Regions from separate parts of the Mus musculus genome. Here all the other regions are linked to region 3. A link is a contact called in public HiChIP or PLAC-seq data. All regions are on one chromosome and are shown on one strand. The core of a region is the stretch at or near the end of the contact, and the rest is flanking DNA. Distances in the headings are between cores, read along the strand shown.

What was found. HiChIP or PLAC-seq counts read pairs in DNA pulled down with a chosen protein or histone mark.
Region 1: an H3K4me3 HiChIP or PLAC-seq map of forebrain shows a contact between it and region 3, with 3 times the contacts expected there. The contact joins two enhancer-like sites. A contact is called at or near these places in 9 of 39 promoter capture datasets (the C10 cell line, cranial neural crest, embryonic stem cells and 5 more), 11 of 115 datasets of contacts at active chromatin or transcription factors (craniofacial prominence, effector CD8 T cells, embryonic basal ganglia and 8 more) and 3 of 9 other capture datasets (adipose tissue, liver and macrophages).
Region 2: a contact with region 3 is called in an H3K4me3 HiChIP or PLAC-seq map of forebrain, with 5 times the contacts expected there. The contact joins two enhancer-like sites. A contact is called at or near these places in 8 of 39 promoter capture datasets (the C10 cell line, the HPC-7 cell line, cranial neural crest and 5 more), 3 of 15 datasets of contacts at CTCF or cohesin (CD8 T cells, large pre-B cells and pro-B cells), 12 of 484 Hi-C or Micro-C datasets (the AML12 cell line, B cells, the G1E-ER4 cell line and 9 more), 12 of 115 datasets of contacts at active chromatin or transcription factors (astrocytes, craniofacial prominence, embryonic basal ganglia and 9 more) and 4 of 9 other capture datasets (adipose tissue, embryonic stem cells, liver and 1 more).

What each region holds. Positions count from the first base shown.
Region 1 is chr14:122,901,616-122,904,322 of GRCm38.p6, forward strand. The region is part of intron 1 of Ggact (gamma-glutamylamine cyclotransferase); the gene reads right to left. Among named protein-coding and RNA genes, the nearest start is that of Gm46488, 7.9 kb to the right of the region's middle. Within about 2 kb of position 1,431, at least 114 of the 459 cell types and tissues checked have an H3K27ac peak or open chromatin away from gene starts, as enhancers often do. A contact at or near this core is called in forebrain, where this site is marked.
Region 2 is chr14:122,871,157-122,873,856 of GRCm38.p6, forward strand. All of the region lies in intron 21 of Pcca (propionyl-Coenzyme A carboxylase, alpha polypeptide), which reads left to right. Among named protein-coding and RNA genes, the nearest start is that of Gm46488, 38 kb to the right of the region's middle. Within about 2 kb of position 1,310, at least 11 of the 459 cell types and tissues checked have an H3K27ac peak or open chromatin away from gene starts, as enhancers often do. A contact at or near this core is called in forebrain, where this site is marked.
Region 3 is chr14:122,453,158-122,455,955 of GRCm38.p6, forward strand. No RefSeq gene overlaps it. Among named protein-coding and RNA genes, the nearest start is that of Gm5089, 3.4 kb to the left of the region's middle. Within about 2 kb of position 1,299, at least 13 of the 459 cell types and tissues checked have an H3K27ac peak or open chromatin away from gene starts, as enhancers often do. A contact at or near this core is called in forebrain, where this site is marked.

The DNA.
Region 1 (2,707 bases), core at 181-2,680, 450 kb after region 3:
CTCTATCCTGTTTGTATTAAAATTTAGTGGCACAAGAAGTACAGGAAAGCTCTGAATATCATCACTTCAATTTCTCTACATGATAAGTCAAGGCACTAGCAATCTCCCAGTTGTCAAGACTGTGGTGGAAACGAGTGACCATATACTGGGGGCACAGAGCTCTGCCTCTGGCCAAATGTGTCTACCACTTTCCACTGACTGCAGAGGACTCATGCAGAAGCAGGAACTCCTGTGCAGCACACCCACAGTACAGCACTTACAAATGGCGTCTTTACTCCTTTCATCATCCACCAGCTGTGTCAAAGCTGGCTACACAAGGCCAACCAATACCCTTGGCTTTACCAATATTGCCAAATACCCACTCATAGGGCATCTGCTTGGGGAACAAACATACACAACTGTGGGGAAACTGAATAAGGATCTTTTAGGTATGGAGGATGGGGTGTGGGCCATGTTTAATGGGAAATTTCTTATTTTCTAGAAGCCTCCTTGCATCTGAACAAGGAGTTACTTCTCCCCTCCCCTACAGTAACCCTATTTTCCTTGGAGCAAAGGCTGAGTATCTGATGTAGTTACTGATTAATTCTTCAGAAGTTTCTTAGAACTGTAGGAAACAGGTGAAAAAACAAGATGCTGTGAACTTTAAACCTGGCCCTGGCCTGTGAGCAGGGGCAGGAGCTGAGGTCCTGGGCATCTTGCCAGGGAGGGCTGGTTACATCCTGCAGACGCTTTGATGCTCTCATTTGGTTGCCTGCTTGGCTCTTTATAGTAAAGACAAGACCTTCCTGCTGAAGCCAGCCTCACCAACTCCACCAATACCCCAGAAAGCAGACAGCCAAACACTGTACTCAAATTTGCAGCACTAGCTGCCTTTGAAATCAGGTACAACCTGCTCGTGTGTTCAAAGCTCCAGATTCTCAAGGGTCTTAGAAAACAAACCTTCATGGTCCCGATACCTCAATGGGCTGCACAAATCTGGCCTTGGCAACCATTCTGTGAGTTCTTAATGTTTCTGTCATGCTGGAAGTGTTTTTCATGCTTTGTCAAAGATCCAGCAAGTAAAAGGTAAAGAACGTTCCTGAGTTTGATGCCTGGGAACCATGTGGTAGAAGGAGAGAACCAAATTCTGGCCTCCACATGCATGCTGTGGCACACATGCCCCCTCCAAGTAGATACACATCAGTGTAATTTTAAAAACTTAAGGCAGTTACATTCCTATCTTCAAAATACAGTGACTAACAGTGCAGACACAGCCTTCTCTTCACTTCTGCTCATTCTGAGTATGAAAGTGCCTGGAAAATTCCCACTGGCCTGGAAGGAGCCTTGGAAACACAGGCCAGGTACATTGGGACGGAGACATGTTGGCTCCTGCTGTTACAGGTGGCTGAGCAGCCAGACACCTGTCAACAGGCTGGGCAGGCAGTGACAGGCCTCAAAAGGTGCCAATAACCCACTGGTGCCACCTGCAGCTCAAGCTGAATCCAACAGGGTGGCCGCTGCCAGACTGCTGGTCTTGGCCAGCGTCCAGGCATAAATGCTTCAGTTGTACTCTCAAGTTCACGATCCAGCTCTAAGGGCCCAGTTTGCAACACAGTCTGGGTGCAGACCTACAGGCAGCTCACTCAGTGCTAGTCTCTGCCATCATTGCTGGTCAGCATCCCATGAGAGCCAAGCAAAAGAAAGTCAGGTACTCCAAATCATGGGAGGTGACTCAGGTGGGAGCCAGTGATCCAGGGAGGCACTACAGACAGCTGGAGGCCTGACATAGGATCTAGAGTTTGCAAGCTCCATCTCGGCAAGGTGGGAAGGGGCCCAGTGGGACGATGCCACTCTCTGGAGGAGGCACAGTGACACTCTCCAAGGTGATCCAGGTGGTTCTACAGTGGTAGCCATTTGTAAAAAACAAAAACAAAAACAAAAACAAACAAAAAAAAAACCAAAAAAACAAAACAAAAAGACATTTTGTGTGCAAATAAAGAGTTGATATAGAAAATACTAGTGAGTCAGTCATAGTGATACATACCTATAATTCTAGCATTCTGAATCATAAAGAAAGATGACAAATTCGAGGCCATCATGAACTACAACAACCCTGTTTCAAAAATAAAAACTAATGAGCACAAAAGAGAGAGCCAGTCTACAGGCCACTGAGCCTCCTGTCCTTGCCAGTTTATTAGAATTAGAATTATTAGAATTCAACATGCCTTCTAATCCCTAATCAGAAACCTTCACCTTCAGGGTTTCCACAAGCAGTGAAGTTTCTGTAGTCTTTCTGAAATGGACTTATGCTGCCCTGTTAAACTCAATCATGTCTGGACCCTGACTCACAATGAAACAGAGTAAGACGCATTCCTCTGCAGTTAAAGGTTCAAGGAAAGGAAGCTGAGTGTGGTCAGTAGGTGCAGAAAGAAGAATGTGGGGAATGGAGTGTATCCCATGCCCAGACGTTAGGACATATAGCCAGAGGGTTTTTGTTTTGTTTTGTTTTGTTTTACCTACTCAGGGCCCCATCTACATTAACTGTTAACTAAGCAGTGACTGTCAAAACTTGGTTAAGAAACATAGCAAATGATCTGGCTTTTGGAATATTTCCAGGCTCCTGGAGGGTAGCCTGCTTTTAACTCATATTAGGCAACTTCTCAGAATGTGTTTACTATTCCTGGAGCAAGTACTCTCTGGTCAAGGAGGAAAGAGCTAACAATCCAGG
Region 2 (2,700 bases), core at 60-2,559, 420 kb after region 3:
CTGTTTCAGTGGCTAGTTACTGTTTCAGTGGCTCTAGTTACTGTATCAGTGGCTCTAGTTACTGTTTCAGTGGCTCTAGTTACTGTATCAGTGGCTCTAGTTACTGTATCAGTGGCTAGTTACTCTATTAGTGGCTCTAGTTACTCTATCAGTGGCTCTAGTTACTCTATCAGTGGCTAGTTACTGTTTCAGTGGCTCTAGTTACTGTATCAGTGGCTAGTTACTGTATCAGTGGTTCTAGTTATTGTATCAGTGGCAGATGATCATGTTCTGTTTGATTCATTCTCTCTGTGTAATTAGCCTGACAGATCTAAACCAGTCTAGTTTTTTTTTTTTTTTCCTCCTAATATGGAGAAGAATTTCAGGCCCTCAGAAAACTTGAGTTTTGCCTTGTGGGTGGGTCAGAAGCACATGCATCAAGTAACTCAGAAGGGACTCTCCTTAACCATGAGTTATAGTCCAGATGTCCTGGCTGGCCCACACATTCTGGGATTTATAAATGCATTTTCAGATTCATTCAACATACTCGATATTTGACAGGCAGAACTTTTAAAAGAAAATTGTGTTTGTAAGAAGTAAAGTTATTTTTTTTTTCTTGTCTATTGCTGTACTTGAAGGATTCCTGTTCATAGGCAGAAAACAGAGGTTTCAAAGGAACCTTGTCTCCATATGGTTTTCCTCGATAATCCCTTATCCTCCATCTTCAGCTCTCATTCCTTTGCTTTCTTGCCTGTGGCTACATTTCTATCTCTGCATCAATTAGCACAGTGATTTATACAACAAGCAAGCAGTTTAGAGGTAATGGTACACAATTAACATCTCATTCCACCATAAAGGGTATGCTAAACACCCCAGTCATTGCTTTCTCTGCCTGGAATTGAAATAAGTGTTTGTCCTAATTCATAAGCTATCTGATGTGAAGTGGGTCCGCTTTGTACTGCACTACACCATTAATCTAATTATAGATAGCTGCAAATGAAGTGCTGTCGGGGCTGGGAGATTGAAGAAAATAGCCTTTTGTCATTTAGCATGACTCTGTGAAGCAGGATCACACTTTATAGGGTAATGCTGCAAAATGGAAATCTCAGGAATATTGCTGCCTGTTGCATCTTCTCTAATTACTGCAGCATTGTAAACACAACTGGGCGCTGATATAAATAGAGCTGTAGCTATGCTGTCATGTGGGTTGGAGGAGAAAGTCCTTCGAGTGCTGTTGGATTAAATGATGCATCCTGATTGACAGCTACCTTGAGACTGCACTGATGGAGTTGTCACAGAACTATGCTAACAGGCTGAGCCACCACTGCAGCTGCAGGAAGCCTGGGCTGAGACTGGGCTGGCTGGGTATTGGCCTGTTGCTTTAGCTGCAGCCTCCTCCTTCCACCTTGGTTGCTGACTGAACCTTGATGAAGAAGCTACCAGCTCCTGGTCTGTGTGTTTTCAGTATGTTTTCTGGAGATTTCTCTTTCAAAAGATTAGCTAATAGGCTCTGGGTTCAAGGAGAGAAACAGGTGCAGTCCGTGGCTCAGACTGTTGTTTTCCCTCGTGTAAACATGTGCTTTTTCTACAAAGAACTGGGACAAGGAACACACTGATGGCTTCCAAGTCCATGGTGTGGCTTACGTTATAGCTTATAGTTCTCCTGCCTTTCTGCTGAGCTGGCATTTTGAAGACACGCCTCATTTTTATCATTTCCAAAACCTTCGTGCTGATTTTCCCCTGACTGACTTAGGGCTTTAGGGGATCTCACGTCAGGTGAATGAAGATGAGGCTTACAAGTAGAGACTGAAGGGGTGAGGGTGAGTGAGGTGGGAGGAGGTGAGGAACTTTGAATAGGAAGACAGCCTTTGAAAAATGTATCTGCCAGTACATTTGGGAATAGGAAGGGGGTGGATATAGTTTTTGGCCAATGCTTGATAACTTTGAGTTTTCCAGATAACTCAGAGAAAAGCTGGATTGTTGACCTATGACTCTAATGTTGACTAATGTTGCTCTAATGGGCAACAGCTGACATAAAAAAATCAAATCAATTATGGAGCTCATAATTGGACCTGGACGAATGAGTTAGAAGGGAAATTGGAGCTCAGCCCTTCTCCAAGAGAAATCTCACAGGCTCTGAAACTGCAGCTGAAGGCTGTGTAAAGCAGACTGGACTTCATATTCAAAGGCCACACCCTTGAATCATGGAAACTCTGTGTATATGGCTTGAAAAATCACCTGTATATGTAGAGGCTTTGGAAAGGCATTCACAGACTTCAATCTCCATCAGGGGGCCTGCCTCGAGTACTAGACAAATAACAGAGCCCATCAGGTTGGAGCTGATCATACATGGATGGAGTGCTTCTCTGTCCAAAGCTGCTGACTGAGAATCGTGCATATAATCAATAGATTGAGGCATGTTCTCCCACAGGTGGGCAGCCCGCTTGCAGGATGTAGCAGTCAGCAGAGCATATCACTCTGGAAACCTCTCCTGTTCTACCCTGCACTCTCTCCCAAAGCCACAGTGGGTCCTATGCTGGTCCCACGGCCCTCCTCCTAACTGCCCGCTGTGTGCAGTGTTCTCATTGTATCTCCCATGTTTGCTGTTGATTCTTCTTTCTTTTCTTTAAATGTTTGGATGACATTTTCTCACTAGATATGTTTTTACATTATAGACAGCATAAAATGGATTTGTTTGGAGTCTTGGCTTGGGGGGCGATT
Region 3 (2,798 bases), core at 49-2,548:
CACTTTCAGGCAAGTATAACAGGCGAAGCCTCCAAAGCAAACAACACAATCCTCGTGACAGAGCCGAACACAAAAAGCACATTGTCTTGAGGAGTACCCCTTTCTCTGGTGCTAGATGGGGGCCTGTCTCCCAGTGAACACCACGACGCCATTTCACTTTTGAACTATTGTTTTTGAGTTATGCCATGTGGTCAAAAGGAGGGAGACGGGGGTTGTTTCCAGGCTCCTGAGACAAACGAGTTGCCTTTTCAATGAAATCCCCCCGCGATCCTTGAAAACGGAGTTTAAATGTCACCTCCGCCTTTCTAATGGGCACAGGGCTGGAGGCGACCCTTCAAAGCGCCTGAGTGATAAACGACCCTTATTAAATATGGCCTGGACTGCTGGGAAAGTATGGCTCTGGGCCTGCGCGCCAAAGAGCGCCCCTCACTGGAGGGCCCGGGAGCCGCAGGAGTCTGGATCATCTAGGGATAGAGGCCCTAGGACCTGCTCTGGGGTGAGAGCTAGAGTGGGGAGCTCGGGTGTAATGCAACTTATCTACCGCCCCAACACGCCGTGAGCCCCATCCCCAGAGCCTCCGCCTGGAGGATTGGTGCGTTTCCCCCCTGACTTCTTTTTGTCGGTGACCCAGTGGCGTCTGCAAGTCTGAGCTGCAAAGTTACTGATTTGCAGGCCGCATGTTAAGGCAGCCCATGTAAGTAATTTCTCCGGGCACCCCAGCAAAGGAGAACAAATCGCTGACAAAGGCGAGCGCTTTCGATTCAGCGGCGTCGTTAAGGCAACCCTGAAGTATCCCTCTTATAATAAGTTCCACTTCAAAGCGTTTCTCATTGAGCGGTGACTGCTTCGCACTTTTATTAAGTCCGGGCTTTTTCACTCCGAGGAATCATCTGTTTGGTTATTTTTCATCGTGTTTATTTTTCACTATTCACACAGTACTTGTATTAAATAAACAAAGAACAATCGCTCTACAAATAAAAGTGCTTAGGTGGGGAGAGAAGGAAGAGGTACTGGGGACCAGGCTCCCCTGCCTCTCTCCCTACCCTCTGACATCACTACCCCCACCCCCACTGGGCTTTCTCTCCTCTCTTCATTCTTTCTTCTTCCTTTCAAGCCAGGAGGTTCTATAGGGGAATCATCACCAACAACAGAAAGCTAATATATATGATATGCACATATATATCATACATTTCTAATCTTTGCCTATGTGTTTCTGATGAGGTGAGAATTGGCTGAATTAACTGGCCTTGAAAGTAAGGGTCACTGCAACTGTATCTTAATAGACTGTCTCAAATCGCTGTGGACGGCCTGCCAGCGACTCTCCTGGCCCTGCCTATTGCCATAGCAATTCTGACCTCTGTGTGGATGTACCATAAAAACAGTAGTTTGAATTTCAAAAACATGCCTTTGAACTTCTCCCTGCCTGATTAGGCAGTTTCGGGATGTGTGAATATGTGCTCTGGGATGTCCCTTCGTGGGGTCTCTGAGAGTTTTTTTTCACGGGGAGGGAAAGTGTGCTGACCACCCCAGGGTGCTTTCTCTGTGATTCTGTTGTCTTTCCAGATCTAGAATGTTCCCGAGGTTTCGGGTGGTGTTTGGGTAAGGCACTGGCAGATGGCAGGGAGGTGGTATCCCTGTAACTAGATGGATAGATTCTTAAGTCTGTGGATTGTTTTGTTTGCCTTGTGATAACATTCCCTGGTTTTTTTTTTTTTTTTTTTTTTTGGTTTTTTTGTTTTGTTTTGTTTTTTGTTTTTTGTTTTTTTTTTTTTTGGTTTAAGGTGACCACTTGAGAAATGCAGTTGTCTCTCCTGCTCCGTTCTCCCTGGTTGTATTTCCTAACCACACTGGGACAGAGTGGAGGCCAACAACGCTCCTCTCCAGTGACACAGCACTTGAGAGGCGGGTAGACAGTTGGGCCCAGTTTCCAAGGCCTTCAGGCCCCAGGATCAGGACACTTGTGTGGCCACCTCCAACTCAAGAGGACATACTTCCCACCAAGTAGATCTTGCTAAGGCTTTCTTAACATTCATTTACCAAAGAATATTTGAATAGGAGAGATATATAAACAAGGAAAAACCGTGTGTTTGCAGAGCCTCCTGGCCTGAAAAACAAAGATAGCCGATTCAGTGGTTGCAAGGCCACGTTTTTTGTTTTTTGTTTTTTTTGTTTTTTTTGCAGAGGGAAGATGAAGTCTTTGATGATAGCCAACTTAGTGTCAATAAGTGGCTTTCTTTGAGACATATTCAGATGGGAACGTCTTGCTTGCCAATTGCCATAGAAATCTTAACACACCATGAAGATTGTCCAAGCGCCAAGCCTTCCGTTCTGGACTAAATTACTTTGAAGTGGCTCAGGACGAGCAGTGGTCAATTTTAACTCTATAGACTGGACAGAAGAGGCTGGGAGTGGGAGATTGTGCGTTTTAAAGCAGAAAATAAGAAGGGGAAACTTGTTTTATACACTCTATACAAGCTTCTGCTCATTGTCAGATATCTTTTATCTTTTATATTTCCCATGAATGATTCATGTCTTGGTGGCTTTGTATCACCCTTCCTTTCACAAGAAACTTCATTAGAGCTGTAAGTTTTCCCATTGATCGAAGCCCTCATTTACGAGTGTTTTTCTCCCTCGTGTGCTGGTTATTGTCATGAGGCTTACAACAACTCTTGGCAACCTGTGTCACCTTTACTACACTTAACAGACCTGACTTTGAAAAGCCACTATAACCTTTTGGAGAAATGCTTATTGATGTGACTACCAATTGTTTTTTTTTTTTTTTTTTAATACTTGCCTTT